2 separate regions of the Mus musculus genome follow, and region 2 is linked to region 1. Evidence: chromatin contacts called from public Hi-C data. All regions are on one chromosome and are shown on one strand. The core of a region is the stretch at or near the end of the contact, and the rest is flanking DNA. Distances in the headings are between cores, read along the strand shown. Region 1 has its middle 95 kb from the start of Gm4166. Region 2 has its middle 97 kb from the start of Gm45941.

Region 1 (4,106 bases), core at 337-2,836:
GTAATTTTTATTTTATTTTATTTTTTTATTTTCTACATAAAATGTCCTTGAGGGCTAGGGAGATAGCTCAATCCTTAAAGTATCTGACAAGCAAACATGATGATCTTAATTCCTTACCAAGTATCCATATACAGTGGCACCCATCTGTAATCCCAGTGCTAGGGAGGCAGAGCCCTGAAGCTCAATGGTCAGCCAGCTTCATTGAATCAGTGAGCTCCAGGTTCTCTTGAATCAAAACCATGTAAAGTAGAGAGCAGTTGTGGAAGAGATTCTGGCCTCAGTATATATGTGCACATATGCATGTTGGCACTGCGTGCGCGCGCACACACACACACACACACACACACACACACACACACACACACACACACACAGGTAGAGGAGGGTAACCTGGACACCTGAGCATGTATATGTATTACATAGACACATATACAATGGTGGACAAGTACATTTAAGGCATTTACCTAAAAATACATTTTCTATTTTATGTATACAAATGCAAATATATTTAAATTGTACTATGATAAGATTAGAACTTTTAGGTTCAGAATATGAATAGGTTGCCTGATACTAAGTGATTTTACTCTAACAAATAAGCAAGTGTGTGTGTGTGTGTGTGCGCGCGCGTGCGTCGTATGATCACTTAATCTTTCCTGCTCAATGGAATGCAGATGCAGAGCTACTGAGAAAACCCCCCACACATTATGTCACATATTGAGAGATGCATTCTGAGAAAGTATTCATGTATTGTAGACTTTAGAATCCACTACCTGTTAGGTAACTTTGTAATTCCAGTGTGAATGACATCTTTACATTTACACAGCACTAGAAAAAAAAAAAACACAGCAGTTCTTACAGCACACACAAGTGATGCACCTTCAATTTTCACAGAGAAAATGACATTCTAAAAGCATAAAATATACTGATTTTCCAAATCCTAATCCATGATTAGATGGGAGTCTGTCTCCTAGGAAATATGCAAATGGAGAGGAAACAGGAGTAAAATCCTGCTGCAGAATCAAGCCTGACAGAGAATCATAAAAGAACAAGCTTCACTGAAAAATGGTCGAGGAGCAGCTCTCCCTTGCTTCAACTTCACCTGTTTATGAACCTGCTCCAGCAGAAGGCTGTTCCCTCCCTCCCTCTGTGCCCCAGGCTCACGTAATCTGGACCCAAGAATCATCTCCAGACAATTGTGGCTGCAACTTTACACCTCCCCCAATGCCAGGGTAGAAAATTTGGCCCACCCCAATGACACACCACTAATTAAGCTGGAGCACAGAGCCTGCTTGCAGAGAGCAGTGGTGTCGACAACCGGCCTCCAGGGGATAGAGTTTCGAACTGCTGTCAGCAGCCGTCCACATCTGGGCCCTTAAAGGGGAAGGAGCCACAAACATCTGCCAAGATACCAGGCCAGGAAGGCCTCTCTGATGTGTAAAGACTGCACTTGTTGGCTTTCTGCATTCTTGCCTGCAGGATTTTGGAAGCCCCTATAGCAAGCTACCTGTCCAGGCAAAGGTGGAACCAGAAGACAGGCAGTCCCTCCTTCAACTGCTGAGAAGAGGGAAGGGCTGAGGATCTCTTGGCTTCCAGGCGTACTAGGCTCCCCCTGGTCTTCAGAGCTATTACTGCAGGAGGTTGGCTTTATTCAGGACTCCTGATGGCTCCCCCACCCCCCCTCAGGCTTTTGTAAAAACCACAGGGTGGGGCCTAGCTTTAGTCCTTAAACTGCAGCCCTTAAGCTCTAGGAGTTTGCCAGGCAAGGGAGCCTGCAGGGTGGGAGTGGAGGGTGAGATACTCTTAGAGGGTGTATATGTGCTCAGGGGCAGAAACACTTCCCTCCCCTCCAGAATGAAGTTTGCTTCAAACAATTGACTGCAAAAGGAGTTCCCTTACTACTTTTATAAGGAGTTCAAGCTGGGCCAGGCCCAAGGTTTGTGATCTCTGGGAATCTCAAGGAAGATCAGGAGTTCAAGGTAGCCTTTGCAACTTAGCAAAGACCTGCTTTAAAATAAAAAGTAGAAGACAGGCTGGGTAGAAGGCTCAGCTGTTAGGAGAGCTGGCTGCTCTTGCAGAGTGACCCAGGTTTGAGTCCCTGTACCATTGCTCATGACTACCTATAGCTGTAGTTCCAGGGGATCTGATGCTTTCTGGCCTCTGGAGGCACCAGGCACACAGTGGTGCACAGACATATATGCAGCCAAAGCACCCATACACGTAAGATAAAAATAAATGCCCCCCCCCTTTAATAGTAAAAGGAGAGCTGAATGACATAGTTCACAGAATAGTTGCTGCTTAGCAGGAACAAAGACTTGGGTTACACCCTCAGTGTTACACAAGAAAAGGAAAAATCAAATCTTGGAAAAAGTAAGTCTTCCATTTTCAGTAGAGAACTGTAATCTATAATTTTTGCCAACTTCTTTTTTTTTAAAAAAAGAAAACAGAGAGACTCCTGTAAAGAATGAATGCTGATCTAGATCTGGACTGGGTCACTCCCTTTGGGAGTATTTTTTATGCAGATTGAGACCAGCATATGGCTGCAAGTCATTAAAAAATAGATTAGACATCAATGTAGAAAACATGAATAATAATGTATGTACTACGAGGGCTGAGGGCTGTAAAAAATCTATCCATTATTCAGAAATTGTTATGCAGACTGTATCTAGAACAAGCCCCTCTGTGGGAAAGATGGGGAACTCTTCAGGCAGACTTCAAGCACCCGGTAGGATAGGTGCATGTATGTTTTTAGTATTTCCTACTATTAAAATATATGCCAGCAATACATTGGCTTTTGTCAGTGTACATGTGTTTGTAAGACACAGGAATGGTGTCAGCTAAGTTGTTACTCTGATCCAGTCTGAGAGACTATTGAAATTTATTCTTTTTCTTTTCTTTTTAGACTTTTCAGTTTCTTCTTCCCCTCTGTTTTTCATCCTCCCTCTCGCTAATTATTTATTATGTGAGGACATGTATATTAAGAAATCTCAAAATAACTTCTTGTTCAGATTAGAATATAAACAGCTGACATTAGTTTTTTTTTAGTACATGAAAAAACAAAACAAAAGAAAACAAAACAAACCCAACCCAGGTTCAAATCCCACTTCTACAGGTTCTTTGTGTGACCTCACTACATGATATCCTCACCAGGAAGTAAAAGTAATGACATTTGTCCTATCCCTCAGTGGAAATGACATAAAGGTGGCTAAAGTTGTTAGAAAACTATCTGAAACATGGAATTTTATGGAAGTATTTAGGTATACTGGCACCTGCAGGTTGGCAGTGAAGGGCAAGACAACGTAAGGTGAACATTTGGGAGTCAGCTAGCTTTCTCCAGCTCTCATAGGGGAGTGCTGAGTCCAAGGCTCAACAGAAAAGCAGATTAGTTGTACAACAGGCAAGAGCTCAGGAGAGCTGAACCCCGTATGTGCACACATGCTCTTACAAATGTCTTGTTAAAAGGCTTACTTAGCTCTTGTGACAAAAGAAATGGCACCATGGATATATTTCCAGTTGTGGATGTTGGAGGAAGCATGGAGTTATGAAGATATGGAGAAGCGTCTCCAGAGAGATGTTCTCTAGTCTGCCCTGTAAGGCACAAGGAGGGCCCCTAAGCTGGTTCCTACAGCAGCCATTTGTTAGTTTGAGGGCACATTCCAGTTATTTCTCTGCGCTGGAGGCCACAGATCCCAAAACCAAGGTGTTGGCATGTACGTTCTTTCTCAGAGAAGCTTCTGAGCTTCTACTGAGCTCCTGCTGGCTATAAAAGACCCTGTGAACTCCTCAGCTTGTGTGCATATCACTACAGTTTCTGCTTTTGCTAGTGCATGATACCTCTATTGAGAAGATACCCTGGCTGCCTGCCCTGATGCTGGTCACTGTCTTAGGGCCCACAGTTCTTTGGCATGCTCAAATGGAAGGAGATCCTCTCTACTGAGACCCTACTGAAGTTGAGGTGAATTTCTTAGGTTCCAGATTTGGGACTTCAGCTCATGTTTCCAGGAAGGCACAATTCAAGGGAAGCACCAGAAAACACAGAGAAATCTCCTACTCTTTATAGCATCTATTGAATCAGCAGCTTTAGAAGCTAAGACAGCAACCTGCCTTTC
Region 2 (3,743 bases), core at 844-3,343, 350 kb after region 1:
TTCTGGTCAAAGCTCAATTTTACTATTCCGACACTCAGTTATGAAGGAGGGGGAGGGGCCCGCCAAATAATCTTGGAGTAAGGTTGCAGGTGAATATGTGATGGCTCCAGACCAGCTAGGAGGCAGGCAGTGGGAGTGGCAGGACGATGGGGCGGCAAGCTCCGCCCTGATGCTCTCTGATACTGAAACCTGAGCAAACAGGTTTCAGGCTGGGGAGGGGAGGTTACAGTCAGCAGTTAACCCTGGGAGTTTATATGGGAGACTTCCTGAAAGTAGCTGACAATGTCAATTGTGTATTTAATTTCGTAATTATTGGAGGAAACTTGTTTGCATATAACATACGACCTTATAGTGCCATCAGCCAATCACGACAGTGTCCTATAAGGACTGACCCCATACTCGCAACGTTTCCAACGAAACCTTAATTTTTATTTTGTATTTTTTACTTTGGGCATCCAAAACTGTATAATGAAAAATGTATTTTATCTTATGTGCATGTGTCTTTGTGTGAGTATGGCGGAGGTCATCAGATCCCCAGGAGCTGGGGTTGCTGATAGTTGTGAGGTCTTTACAGGAATGCTGGCAACCAAACTTCTGTCCTTTGCAAGAGCAACAAGTGCTCTTTCTCACCTGCCCAGCCCCTAAATTCCCCAAGCTTCAATAGTTTCATGTGGGAATTAACTGTCCACAGCATTTGACTGTGCAGATAAAGTAAAAGTTCAGTCCACCGGCTTTATATAAATTAAATTTCTAAATTCTGGTCTCAGCTGAGTTTGCTTTTGAAGAAGCCTTAAGTTCTCAGGTCTTATTCCCTAGCAGTGGACTACAAAGCTCCTTCGTGTAAGCCAGTTGCCGTGTTGACTGCCTTGTGTCTTTCTGGCTGGGGTCTGCCGGCCCCACACAAGGAATGGAGAGCAGGTCTTAAGCTCAGGAGGCACCTGAAAGTCAGGGGTCAGAGGTCAGGGGTCAGGGGTCAGAGACCTCGCTCTCAGTTTGTTCTACCCTAACTGCCACAAATTCACCTTCCACAGATTGCAAAAGCAACATCTTAAGACAGGTTAGTAGGGAGATCATTTCCCAGACGCTGGTAAAAGATTAAAGCAACTAGTTCATACAAGGCTGTGAGAGCATTCTTCCCTGGGCCAGTCATGAGTTATCCTGACCTCATCAGGGTCAGCATAGGTTGGCTCTGTAGGTTGAAAAGCGGGTCATTATCACTGATACTGATGTACTGCTTCTTATAGCTGTGCACTGTGAGCCAATACTCACATCAGGCTATATAGACACAACCACCTAATAATCTCAAGGCCATGTCTGATTTTCTCCTCAACCTTATCGGCCCCTAAAACCTTATACCAAGAAGCTAAGGAGAAACAACACCACTCCGGAGCCCCATCTCCTCACCCTACACCCCTGCAGCACATGTCCCTGAGAGTCTTCACTGATTTGAAATTCCCTCCTGTCATCCTGAGGGCAGAGCATCATTTGAACAACCCCAGGCATCCTGCTGGCTTAGAGCACCCTTCCTCTTCTGGCTCTTCTCAGCACCATTATCACAGGCCACACGAGGTGATGCTTGTTCATGCATATAGCTCACAATGGTCAGAGTCCTTCTGGCTTCTGGAGGTTCCATATAGTCTTCTGTATAGGGCAGTGCAGCTGCCTCACCATAGAAGGAGATATTATCCTTGAAACTCAAGGCTGAGCCAGTTTGAGGCTGATGGCTGTCACACTTTTTTAAAATCACACAGAAGGCTCCCTGGTGCTCAGTCTGGTAGGCAGTCATATTGGAGAGACATCACCATTCCACAGTGGCAGATCCAGGATATACTTAGTTTTAATTGTTTCTCTTGTTGTGACCTTGTGTCCTGTGAAGGATGAAGAAGACACGCATGGATGCATGGGCCTGAGATTTCCTAGACAGCCAGTCTGCCAGAGGTCATGTACCCTCAGCAGGCTCCGGAGATCCCCTGCTGGTGACTGGCACCATCTTGGCTGAAGCTAGCTGATCCCAGGAGGCCACACTTCCTCAGCTGACTCTGTGGGAGGACAGGAGGACTGAGGACAGAGGACGAAGGATAGTGTAGATCCTAGGCAGCAGGAATTGTTTCAGAAAAGGAGTTTGGTGGCCTAAATTAATGTCTGTGAGTGTGTTCTCTGAAAGTCAAAGGCAGGAAAGAGAGTAGGATTCAGGTATGGCCAGGATCAGGAGTGTGATAAGGGTCACTGGGAGGAAAGCAAAGCTGTTGTGGGCATCTACAAGGGCAAGCAACCCCACCCTACCCCCAGTTTACCACCTCTCTTCTTCAGCACTCGATCTGGCTGGTTCTGTGCATCTGGGCTTGTCTTGTGCTTTGAAGGACGAGAAGCAACATCGAGGCCTCCACCCACCAGGTGGCAGCAGCAAGCACTAATGTAGGTGACCAGACAGAAATAACACCAGTAACAACTGCCATTCTAGATGAGATGAGATGGCTTAGAGCATAGTAGCAAGATTGGCCTTTGTCAGAACCATGGCTTTAGAAATCAGATTTCTTTCTTCCACTTACACATTCCATTAGCCATCCTTTCTGAATTTTTAAATTAACAGTGGGTAGAAGCTGTAATACTAAGACAAGTCCAATCAGGGAAGGGCAGGGCATCTTGGTGCAACAGATTCAGACCTAAGCTCATAGCTATGGTAGAGCGGGCCCATACGGAGGCCGAGTGATGATCTTAAGAGATAAAGGAGTCAAGGCTCTGTCCTCAAGCTGGATCTCTCATCTGATCTCTGGATCAGAGAGGCCAGGTAAGTGGTAGAGCCATGGTTGTCTCCCATGCTAGAACTTCTGCCAGTCCAGTGGTGATTCTTTAGCAATGGTGCTCTTACACCTTCACCACCATCCAGCAAATACTGGAATCATTTTTCTTATTTAGATTCTGATGTTAGAAGGAGGCTTCTCTAGGAGAGTAAAGAACGCTGTATCCTGGTTGCTGTCCCCAGAGCATCCACTGCTTCAACCTTGTGTATCTTGGGAGGGACTGTAAGCCCCTGCTGGGAAGCAGTGCAATAAGTGGTATACCACATAGCTAAGAGTGGGACATAGTGTGACTTCAACACAGGCCATTTCATCTGCAGCCCTGTCCTGGGTGGAAAGCTAGAAGATCCTACAACATCTGCTGTGTTAGCTCCACCTGACCTAGCCTTCCTGTCTTCACCCGAGTGCTTCCTCTCACTTGTGCACCAAAAGACACATCTCTTCATAATACACAGAGTTGACATATATCCATGATGTGCCATTAAAGGGTTCTACAAGTACCTTGGATACAAGTCAGATCAACACAGTTCAACTCCTCACTTTACTGCATAGTTATCCCTTACTGTTCAGTTGCAAACAGGGCCTGCATCTTGTACAAATGAAAACTGTGTGGCTTGTTGTATCTATGATATTTTCTGTCATCTCTTCTGCTCATGGGTAATTGTAAACACCTGTGGTCCCCCATGAAGATGTACAACCTTTAAGAGCATGACCCTTTAAATCCACTTCAGCCTCAACCTCCACATCCTGACATTATTGATGATGAAAACACAGACTGATCCACAAATTGAGGCTCTGTCTTTTATATTAAGACACTGCTCTGGTGCAGTTGATCCCTATATTTCCAATAATCTCACTGCCCAACAATGTAGTACTTTGGATAGCCAGTATTATTTTTGTAAAGAACCTTATGAGTTGTTCTTGTTCTTGAAGGCCTATGGTTCA

Evidence for each region. A called contact is a pair of places that touch in the nucleus more often than the background predicts.
Region 2: a contact with region 1 is called in a Hi-C map of the N1E-115 cell line, with 3 times the contacts expected there. The contact joins two enhancer-like sites. A contact is called at or near these places in 3 of 484 Hi-C or Micro-C datasets (the N1E-115 cell line, embryonic fibroblasts and nephron progenitors).

What each region holds. Positions count from the first base shown.
Region 1 is chr12:27,501,610-27,505,715 of GRCm38.p6, forward strand. No RefSeq gene overlaps it. Among named protein-coding and RNA genes, the nearest start is that of Gm4166, 95 kb to the right of the region's middle. Within about 2 kb of position 1,587, at least 33 of the 459 cell types and tissues checked have an H3K27ac peak or open chromatin away from gene starts, as enhancers often do. A contact at or near this core is called in the N1E-115 cell line, where this site is marked.
Region 2 is chr12:27,847,383-27,851,125 of GRCm38.p6, forward strand. No RefSeq gene overlaps it. Among named protein-coding and RNA genes, the nearest start is that of Gm45941, 97 kb to the right of the region's middle. Within about 2 kb of position 2,094, at least 4 of the 459 cell types and tissues checked have an H3K27ac peak or open chromatin away from gene starts, as enhancers often do. A contact at or near this core is called in the N1E-115 cell line, where this site is marked.